Linked DNA regions of Mus musculus: all the other regions are linked to region 2. The links are chromatin contacts, called in public Hi-C and promoter capture Hi-C maps. All regions are on one chromosome and are shown on one strand. Each heading gives the region's core, a stretch centred on a gene start, on an enhancer-like site or on the middle of the called end of the contact. The rest is flanking DNA. Distances are from core to core; before and after follow the strand shown. Region 1 holds the start of Slc25a51 (solute carrier family 25, member 51). Region 2 holds the start of Aco1 (aconitase 1). Region 3 holds the start of Zfp292 (zinc finger protein 292).

Region 1 (3,473 bases), core at 890-3,389, 5.3 Mb after region 2:
GACTGCTTCCCTGCTTGTGTCCCATCCCCAGCGCTACAAACAAAGGCCACGCTTGCTTTTCCCTTCTGCCCAACTCATTCTTCTGCTCCTTAACAACATTTTGCAAATTAAAGTTGGTCCATCCAATCTGTTACGGCTGAAATAATGGGCCTTGTTGGTCAGCAAACAGAAAATAGCCCAGGCAGTCAGGTATTTACAGACCCCTGTACAAACTACCATAAGAAATGTTAGAAATATTTTTGACCACTTACATTATTAGATATTAAGGGTCTTATACAGAAAAAAAAGTGCCTTTTTTGAGACAGGGTTTCTCTGTGTAGCCCTGGCTGTCCTGGAACCTGATGTGTAGACAGGCTGGCCTTGAACTCAAGAGAACCACCTGCCTCTGCCCCCTAGAGTGCTGGGACTAAAGGTGTGCACCACTATGCTTAGCTAAAATGTAATGTTTTGCAAACCTCCCAGATGTCAGACTTAAAGCATTCCTGTCAGCTGCACCCTGCCTACCAGGGTGGTGTGACTAGCGTCTTTTTTTTTTTTTTTTTTTTGGGTTATGAGCTTAACAGCTTTAACAGCTGAGCCATCTCTGCAGCCTGTAACAAGTTTCTTAATGCAGCAACAAGAAGGAAAAACAGTGTGCAGTGTTCTGATAAGAGTTTAGAAGGCTCATCAAGTAAGGAGCTAACTGCCAATCAGCTCAATCGAGAGGTGGGAGAAAAATTCTGGAAAGTTGTCCTCTGACCTCCATTCAAGCGCCTTGGCACATTAGAGCCCCCCAACCTCCCTCCCCAAATATATATATATAAACTTTAAAACATGGCATGTTTTATAACAACACTCAGATCACTAACTTAACTCTGATAAACTGGTTCCTATTTAAATACTTCCAAATGATAATCTTTTGCAACTTACTATAAAATGTATTTACTACGACTGCTCTAGTTTGCTGTAAGGCACCGAACCTAACACAAGGGAGCAAAATCCACTTTGATCCAATAAGGGTCAAACTTCTGTGATGTAAGCACAGTGTAAATTCTAAATACTCAATGTAACTTTCAGCCCACAGGGATATGCAAAAGCCAGATATGACCTTAGTACAAAGGTCTTTGACCAAAAACAGGGCAAAGGGTGACTGTAATTCTTAAAAGACGTGAATTCCCACTAGTCAGCAGGTCTGAGTCAGCATACAAAACCAGGGTCAGGCAGGGTTCAAGTGCTAGTTACAGCAGGATTTTACCACTGCAAATGCAAAGCAACAGCTGTGACAAAAAAACCCATTATCTTAGCTTCTATCTGACAAAGGAGACTAGAGTCAATTCTTGTCAGAAGTGTCATGTCGCCCTAAGAAACGCTAAGGGTGACGACTCTGGTTTCTCATGTGCCCTGGATCCGAGTCTTCAAATCCTTTCAAAGCAAAGGCGCCGGAGATCCATTTTGGTACGGTAACTCCACACACAATTCATTCTGCTCAATAGACAACAGGTAAAAACTGACAACCAGAAGGTGGGCACTAGGACCAGCTGGGCAGCCTGTAGGGGCCAAGACAAAGGTTAAGCTAAAAGTCGTAAACATGGCCGAGGCGCTGCCATCCTCTACCTAAGCTAGCTACAACAATCCGCACAGAAGGGAACAATTGACGCCCGCCCACCCACCCGCCCGCCTTAGACTCTTTCCTGCGTGATGAAACATGGTGCCTCGGAACGAGCATTCTCCAGGCTTCCATCTGCCCACTCGGGGAGGACGGAGAGGCGCTGGGCGGAATGGCCAGCACCACCGGATACCACGGGCCGCCGCGATCCCGCGGGTGGCAGACAAAGGGAACCACGGGCCACCGCGATCCCCCGGGGCCTGCATCTCCCGAGCTGTGGGCGCCTCCCTGCCGGAGCGCGCCGCAGCACCACAGGGCCCTCGGCCGGAGCCGGGCCGCAGCTGCCGGGACCCGGACGCGTGGAGAGCGCAGGACCTGGAGCTCGGCAGCCCGCGACCCTGCTTCAAGCCTCCCTTCTCTCTGGCCCGAAGCTAGGGCAGCACAGCGGCCTCCGCTCCCCACCGCACCCCACCCAGGACTCACCCACGGCCCGGGGCGCAAGCCCGCAGGACGGCTGGCGAGCGAGCCCGCGCCCGCGCAGGCGCAGACTGGTCCGACCCAGGCAGGGGCGGGGCGGGGCGGGGCGGGACGTCGTCGAGCCACGTGACCAGGGCCCTGCCTCGCTCAGGGTCTGGGTAGCGCTATAGCTGCCTTGTACTGCGTCCGGTCCGGTACTGACTCTTGTCGCACCTTTTGCCAGGCTGTGGGGGTGCCGCTAGTCTCCCCGCCCCCCTGACTTAAGCTGAAGTTATACGGTGGCCTCGTTGTTCCACAAAACAGCAAGCGCGTCATTTAGCGTGTAGTCTGTTGAGATCCAGGGCTGTAGATAGCGCGTGCGTGGAGGCGCGAAAGCTTCTGATGAGGCGATCTCAAAGCTTGGTGGAGAGCTCTTTGTCACCGCACTTCACAGGACACCTGAGTTGTACATGAGGTCATACAGCTAGCCTCTTTTTCCTTAGATGCACACACAGTTTGTGGAGTCTTGGAAGGAGAACCCTGCTGTGAGTTAGGAGAGCCGGGTCAGAATTATAGCCGTGACATCCCTTGAGTGACTTTTGGCAAGTTATTCGTCTCTTCCATGAGTGGGTTCCTCCATGTTGTGACATTTGAACAATGGTTCTGATTTGCAGAACCACAGGCGATAAATGTCAGTGGACAGAAAGGACAAAGTCAGCCTTCGTGGGCAGGCTCTTCAGCAGACTCCTGAATGTGCGACCAGCTTGCCTCTTAGGACTGGGATTATCTCACCATTACACACCGTTCCAGGTGGGTGACCCAGCCTGCTTAGTGTTTACAGGTTTCTGAAGCTGTCGGAAACCACGCCTCCTAGGCCACGCCTTCTAGCGTCAGCAAACGGGAGTGTCAATCTTGGTATTTCAAAGCCTCCTTTAAGGAAGTTTGCCTAGAGATCCAGTCAATGAGTTCCTAAGAGGAAAAAAAATTACAAAACATTTCTTTTTTAAAAGAAAATAGATTTATTCTACTGTTAGCACATGTGTATAAGTACCCAGAGAGGCCAGAATAGGGCTTCAGATTTCTTGATCCTGGAATTATTAAAGGCTGTGAACTGTCCCATGTGGGTGCCAGACTCAAGAAGAGTATATGTTCTTTTCTTTTTCTTTTTCTTTTTCTTTTTCTTTTTTTTTCCAGAGCTGAGGACCGAACCCAGGGCCTTGTGCTTGCTAGGCAAGCGCTCTACCACTGAGCTAAGTCCCCAGCCCCTTTTTTTGTTTGTTTGTTTGTTTGGTTTGGTTATTTTCGAGACAGAGTTTCTCTGTATAGCCCTGGCTGTCCTGGAACTCACTCTGTAGACCAGGCTGGCCTCGAACTCAGAAATCCACCTGCCTCTGCCTCCCGAGTGCTGAGATTAAAGGTGTGCGCCACCAAC
Region 2 (3,563 bases), core at 749-3,248:
AATGATGAGGTAGCTGAAGCATTCCAGAGTCATCAAGATCTAAGAGACCCCAACGGCCAAAGCTCAGAGCAACAACACAGAAGGCAGCTAAGAGTTCCCGAGCCCTTCAAGAGCTCTGAACTATAACACTAGGGAGTGGTTAAAGGGTTTCCAAAGAAAATGCAAGAAACTATGACTATATAGGAATAGCAAAAGTGTAAAGACAGGCAGGGGCTCTGAAGAACAAAAAGCAGAGACTGTAAAGCTTGGTCTCAGCCAAAGATCAGGAGTTATAACTCTACCTGCTGCAGAGCAGAAGGAAGCAAGAGCAATACACCTCTGCCCTGAGTACCTGGAATAACCAGCCTTAGGCTTGGACAGCTTGGAACTCAAATCCACCCTGTGATGAGTTCCTGGAACTCAGGGCCTTCAACACTAAGGGAGCAACCTAGAGCAGCAAAACCCATCGCTAGCCAAGTGCTTGACATACTAGTTACTAGTCATTCTCCCTATATGATGCTCGTTCGTGTTAACTCAATGTAGAAGCCTACACTGAATTTCCAAATGATCTGGGCAGCAAAACCTTACATCCTTTCATCTAGAGCTAATCAATCATGTTTCCAAATTCACATTGACTTGAGAGGCTAAACTGCTAAGCATGGACGGAACCCCCACTCAGTCTCACAGCTCAGACTTTAGATCGGTGGACAGCATGTGCTGTAATTAATGGGTTGCTGTAGGCTAAAACCAAGTTTTATATATAGAAAGTTTGCATTCTGTGTAAGCTACAGACATGTTGAAGTGTGCTCCTGATGTATACTTCCTGTGCTTTGAGCTAGTAATAACGGAGAAACTGCCTTTTATAAGAGCTGGGTGTGGTGGGACAGAACCTGCAGTCCCGGCACTTTAAAGGTAGATGTAGGGAGTCCAAGGTCTGGGGAGTTCCACCAAACAATGAGCTCTAAGCCTGCCTGGGGCCCATGAGTATCTGACTCAAAAATCAAACCAAAAACCCCAAACAACTAAACCCTCGGGAAGAAATCTAAAACAAAACAGTAGTTGGGGTAGGAATAGGAAGTGAAGGGCAAGGTGGAGGAGGTGGGGGACACTGGAAGAGGCACTCAGAAAACGTACTTACCACCCAGCATTTAAAAGAAAGGTGGCGTTTTGTGTGCCAACTTGACACAAATTAGTCATCAGAGAGGAAGGAGTCTCAGTTGAGAAAATGCCTCCATGAGATCCAGCTGTAAGGCATTTTCTCACCATTTTCTCAATGGGAGAGGGCCCAGCCCATGGTGAGTGGTCTCACCTAGGCTGGTAGTCCTGAGTTCTATGATAAAGCAGGCTGAGCAAGGCATGGAAGCAAGGCATTAAGCATCACCCCCACGGCCTCTGCATCAGTGCTTGCTTCCAGGTTCTAGCCCTGCTTGTGTTCCTGTCCTGACTTCCTCCAGTGAATTGGAAGTGTAAGCCAAATAAACCCCTTTCTCCTCAGCTTGCTTTTTGGTCATGGCGTTTCATCGCAGCAACAGAAATCCTAAGGCTCCCTACGTTAGTCAGGCAGTTACATGTCACACTCTGCCCCTCGTGAGGGACAGTCAGCCTTCTCCACGCTCCAAAAGAGGAAAAGCCTAGAAATCGGCTCTACACTTCCTGGGACTGAGCCACTAGCAAAGCTAGATGCAGCCTCGGGGCCCAGTTTCTCCCGCCTATGGGGAGGAGCCACGAAGATCAATAGCCTTCAGCTTCGGGCCTTCGGGCCTAGGAGGTACAGAGGGGTGGAGCAGGTCCTAGGCTCCGCCCCCGTCCGTGGCCACGAGTCTCTTGTTCTAGGGGTGGGACGGTGCCCAGCCCCTAAACCTGGCCATGTAGGGGCCTGGGACTCGTCCCTCGGTATGGTCTGCCTTCAGGCTCTGGAAAGAAGAGGTGTTCCCAAGCTCTGCCCCTTGGCCGCAACCTCAAGTCAGATCTGGGCCTTGGGGCGGAATAGGCCCTAGACTCCGCCCATCTGCCAAGATCGGAAGGTTCCGAAGGGAGGGCGCACCCGGACTAGACTGCAAGCTTCAGCCATCGCTTGCAGCTTCTAGAGGGAGGAGGTGCCCAGGCTCCGCCCCTCGGGGGGCGGAGTGAGGCCCGGGCCCCGCCCCTCTCCCGCAGCAGCTGGTTCCGGCCCGCTCTCCACCGGTCCCGCCTCGCTGCCGGAGCGTCCGGAGGACCGCTCAGTGGGAGGAGCGCGGAGTCGGCCTGGGACATTGCTAGCACCCGCCTGTGTGCTCCGGGAACTGCACTGTGAGCGGTGAGTACCACGCGGCCCCGGGGCGTCCGTGCAGGCCTTTCCCACGGGTGCAGACCCGAGGACACGGGGAGAGCTGCGGGGAGGCGGTGGAGCTGGCTCCTGGGGTGACCTCTCTACTCGCTCCCCAGCCTGCGTCGCTCTGGACTGGGAGTGGCTCTACTCGGCGCCCCGGGAGTTCTCGCCTTGGTGTGAGGGCCGCACCGCCGGGGTGTCATTGTGCCAGGCCCAGCCCACGGGATAGAAAGGAACGATTGTGCCCGGCAGATTGGAGTCCCCAGCACGGGGCGAAGGCAGGCGGGGTGAGGGTAAGAGCCCCCTCAGTGGAAGGGCATAGAGTCCAAGGTGATTGATTGAGAAACCCAAGGAGAACGGGACTGTACCACTCTGGCCAGCCCAGTGCACTAGAACCGCAGATCTCCCTGCAGCACGCATGACAGCCTCCCAGCAGAAGTTGCCGAACTTTTGCATTTAGGACCGGCAGCGCGCCTAAAGAACCTTTGTTATATAGATTGTACCTATTGATTTTTGCAGTGTATAAATACAGCGTATAGACACTTAATATACTTAATTCAGATAGACCGATTCTGTAGTTTCCAAAACACTGTTATTAAGAATGGCATTCTTTAACCTTCCTGCAAATCTCTGCTTAGAAGACACTCAGCCTGTTGCAGTATGACAGGTCATGTAGCTTCTGAAGACTTTTAAGTATATTGGTGAAAATGTAACATTGTATTGCTTAAAGAGTGGTTTTGACCGTCCAAACACCTGCGCCTGTGTTTCTCTGCAGCATACTTTAGAACCACCGAAGTAGCCAGTGCTTAGGAGGCATAGTTCACTGGGTTTGCCACTTTATTTATGGTTCTTCCATTCCGCACCGTGGAGGAGTTAACCTCTGATACCCAGGAGCACTCTGGACCTCACTTTCCAACGGAATACGAGATCCCCACAGTTGGTGGTGGCTTTGGGTGATGTTCATGTGTGCCTTGGTTGTTTCTGTGCCTGCTGAGTTGATGTGTGTAAACCTGATGTAGCACACCAGACCTGTGAGTTCAGGGAGGTGGGTGTGACTAGACCATGCCAAATGTGTAGGGGTTGCTGTAAGATTACCAAGCAGTTGAGAGGTCATGTCTAAAACACCAGGTGGCATGTTTTTGCCTCCTTATCCCTGTGTTCAGTTCTGTTGGGGGTTTCTAGCCTTGGGTCTGTTGAAGTATGGTGTCCCAGTCTCCGAATTCTGCCACTTCCACATTCCTGGTGAGCTCTGTGTGTGGTCCTGCCTCTGCCACTG
Region 3 (3,520 bases), core at 1,014-3,513, 5.3 Mb before region 2:
TCAGTATGAATTACTATTTCTAATTTTTGAAAACCACCAATGATTACTTCATTACTATTTGATTTTTATCAGCAAGGTAATAAAAAATGATTTATATACCTTAAGATTTATCACTTAATAAAACCAATATCGAGTTATTTTTTTTAACTGTTTTATTCATTAGAAGTAACTTTAAAATGCCAGGCAGTGGCACCTGACTATAATTCCAGCACATGGTGGGGCAGAGGGTGAGAGGGGAACAGGTAAATCTCTGAGTTCAAGTCCAGCCTGGTCTACAGAACAGCCAGGGCCACCCTTCCCCCCCCCCCAACACACACACAGACAATTCCTGTCTTAAAAAAGACAAAACAATAAACAAGAAGAATTTAAAACCTGGTGATGTACCTAGCATGCTGTACCTAGTACCATCTTAACCACAACCACACACACAGTGATACTTGTGCATCAATCTCAAAAACGAAAGAGAAAGCTATACTTATACTCTTTATCGCATGAGCCTTCATTTTAACAGTATTATCAATCCTTAAATCATCAGTGGATTCTACTAAGGAATTAATATCCCGAACTAAAGTAGACTTTAGTCTGCTCCCAACTGCTCATGGTGGCACAGATCTGTAATCCTAGCATTTGGGATGGTGAAGTAAGACGACTACCCAAAATTAATGCCAGCAAGGAGAGCATGGAAAGACTGTCTCAAAACACCTCCTCCAGAAGTGGACTCCATTTACAAATGAAATCTTGGCCGGGCGTGGTGGGGGCGTGGTGGCGCAGGCCTTTAATCCCAGCACTCCGGGAGGCAGAGGCAGGGGGATTTCTGAGTTCGAGGCCAGCCTAGTCTACAAGGTGAGCTCCAGGACAGCCAAGGCTACACTGAGAAACCCTGTTTCAGGGGAAAAAAAAAAAAAAACCAACAAACAAACAAATGAAAGCCTTATTTGTAAATTCTACTAAAATAATTTCTCAGGCTTACGATGGTGGGCAATTTCAGGGCATAGAAAATAGCAAATTTCAAAGTTTCTTTAATACTAAGGTTTAAAACAATGACTCTGTAATGTGGCCTCCAGATCTGACGAACTTTCTGACTGCATATATTTGCAGACAAGTCATCCTTGGTCCTATTTTTTTTTTTTAAATAACGAACCATCAATGCATGAGCATAAAATGCATACGGCAATGGGGCTGCTTCTGTATGTGATCAGATACCCTAGAAAGATAGATTTCAGCACCTGGAGGCTGGCAAGTGAAAGTATCCCTGTGAAATCCTAAAATGCTCCACCATTGTTCAAATCTCAGTGTTTCCAAAACAAAATCTTAAGCATGACACATCCATTAGGTTTCATGCTTTATGTAAAAAACGGCCTCAACTAGGCAGTTTAATCAATGTTCTCCCTCCCTCCATAGTCAGCACACGTTAACTGGGGAGTCTTAAGACCAGATGGAGATCCAAACTCTGATATCTGTCATAAGATAACATTTAGAATGTTACTAACATTCTAAATCCTAGTTAGAAAACGTTGCTGAAAAGCAATGTCCTTGGGCAAGAAAAGAATGGGAAGATCTGAAACTGACCCAAGCACAAATCCCTTGTCAACCAAAGACACTTAACAGGAAAGAACCCAAGAAATGTGGGGGTGGGGGTGCACGGGGGGGGGGCCGGAAATCGTACTCTTCCGGAACGTAAAGGCGAAACAGGCACTGGTAAAGCCGCCCCCAAGGGACGACTGACTATGGAACGGTGACAGCTCCTATGCACCGCGGAGAGCAGCCAGCAGGAACGGCCGCAGCGCAGACGCCGCCGCCACTCCCAGCTTGCAGGTCCGGCGGGATTGGCTCGAGAACATCAACAAAGACCCTCCGGTCGCAGCCTAACCCAACAACAAAGGCCGAGCGACTGCGCGCGACGGCCGGCGGCGACAGGGGGACTGGCGCGCGGCGGGCAGCCCGGCGCCCGCGGCGCAGCCCGGGAGCGTGCACGGAGCCCCGAGGCCGTCCGGCCCAGCCTGGCCGCGGAACACAAAGACGCGGACCGCCCGCGCTCCGGCCGCCGAGGCCCGCGGAGGGGGAGGGGCTCACCTGGCACAGCTGGCGGCAGTAGGCGGCGGCGGCCTCCACCGCGGGCTCCCGGCTCTCGCATAGCCGCCGCTCCAGCTCTTGCAGCCGCTCGCCCAGGCGCCGCAGCTCCGCCGCGCAGCCGCCACCGCTCAGGCGCTCCTGCTCGGCCTCATCGTCCGCCATCTTCGCAGCCCGCTCCGTCGCGTACGCACCTGGGTCACGTGATAACACAATGCCACGTTCGGCGGGGTCACGTGCCCGGTGCGCTGGCACGCCTGGGCGCACGTACAAAGGCCGGGTGTGGGGCTGGCGACCGCCGGGGCAGTGCTGCAGCGAGCTGAAGCTGAGGCCTCTGCTGCTGCGGCGGCGGCTAGGGCCAGGGCCAGGGCGAGGGCAAGGTCTGCGGAACAGCCGGAGGCCAGGGCAGGGTGGAGAGCTGGTGATTGCCCTGGTTCTGGGCCAACCCGAGAACGCCTCCTGGAAACAAGCGCTCTAGGTGTTGGAGGGCACACACACACAACAATTGGGTCAGAACAAAATGAGAGGTTCAATTCTCATTCTGGGAAATCAAGCAGCGAACACAAGAAAAGAATAGTGTGGAGAGAATTCAAACAGACCGAAATGATTAATGTTGTAACCCGGTGGTTTTTAAGGCACAAAAGCTTTTCTAAAATCTGGTTACCGTTACGCGTTACAAGAATCCACACCGAATCTTAGTTTGGGAAAGTAGGTCGAAGGAAAGAACACAATTAAGGATGCTAAAGTAAAAAAAGGAACACGGATGTCAAATAAATGCCAGTAGCAACCCTCCTCTTGGTGCTGCAAAACAGGTGGCCTTCTAAGCCGTATTTTATTTGCAAGACGAAAACAGTATTTGGCATTAGAATTGGAGAAGAGAGCTGAGTGTTGTGTGCACGGTTGTAATCTCAGCACTCGGAGACGAGAGGTTCAAAAGTTCATCCCTGGCTACATAATATTTCCTCCTCCAGCCTATGCCAGATGAGTTCTTACAAATTTAAAGGAGTAGGGGGTAGAATAAGAGGTAGTCGGAAAATCAATGTGCTTAACCATAAATTTCATAATCAAACTAATAACAAACCCAGTGTTTGAGGGCTAGGGGTGTGACTCAGTTGACAGAGTGCTTGCCTAGCTCCGTTCACTGCATAAACCAGGCAAAAGGCACGCAACTGCCTGTTTAATCTCAACCTTCCCTGGTGAACGCCAGAGTATCAGAAGTTCAGAGACTACACTATTTTGCCAGTTTCAGGTCAGCAAGAACAAATAGACAAACAAAACAAAACACCCCACAACCTACTGTTTATTTAAGAGGCAAGATGTCTGCCTTACAACTGAATCCTTTTAAAACAAACAACAGCGTTGACACACCTGGTCATTTTACTGTTGTGTTCTGACTGCACTGTATTTTTCTAAGGATAGTTATCTAAAATGAACAACCAGCCTGGAGGTT

The links. Promoter capture Hi-C pulls out the DNA fragments that hold promoters and counts their contacts. A called contact is a pair of places that touch in the nucleus more often than the background predicts.
Region 1: a contact with region 2 is called in a Hi-C map of CD8 T cells, with 10 times the contacts expected there. The contact joins the promoter of Slc25a51 here to the promoter of Aco1 in region 2. A contact is called at or near these places in 2 of 484 Hi-C or Micro-C datasets (CD4 T cells and CD8 T cells).
Region 3: a promoter capture Hi-C map of pre-B cells shows a contact between it and region 2. The contact joins the promoter of Zfp292 here to the promoter of Aco1 in region 2. A contact is called at or near these places in 7 of 39 promoter capture datasets (the C10 cell line, cranial neural crest, frontonasal cranial neural crest and 4 more).

Annotation. Positions count from the first base shown.
Region 1 is chr4:45,406,627-45,410,099 of GRCm38.p6, forward strand. It overlaps Slc25a51 (solute carrier family 25, member 51), which reads right to left and starts at 2,140. Exons shown (of 3, transcript NM_001009949.3): 1 at 2,069-2,140. Gm46852 (a long non-coding RNA gene) reads left to right here and starts at 2,764. Exons shown (of 3, transcript XR_001784277.2): 1 at 2,764-2,851.
Region 2 is chr4:40,141,267-40,144,829 of GRCm38.p6, forward strand. It overlaps Aco1 (aconitase 1), which reads left to right and starts at 1,999. Exons shown (of 21, transcript NM_007386.2): 1 at 1,999-2,275.
Region 3 is chr4:34,880,685-34,884,204 of GRCm38.p6, forward strand. It overlaps Zfp292 (zinc finger protein 292), which reads right to left and starts at 2,264. Exons shown (of 8, transcript NM_013889.2): 1 at 2,074-2,264. The coding sequence starts at 2,235.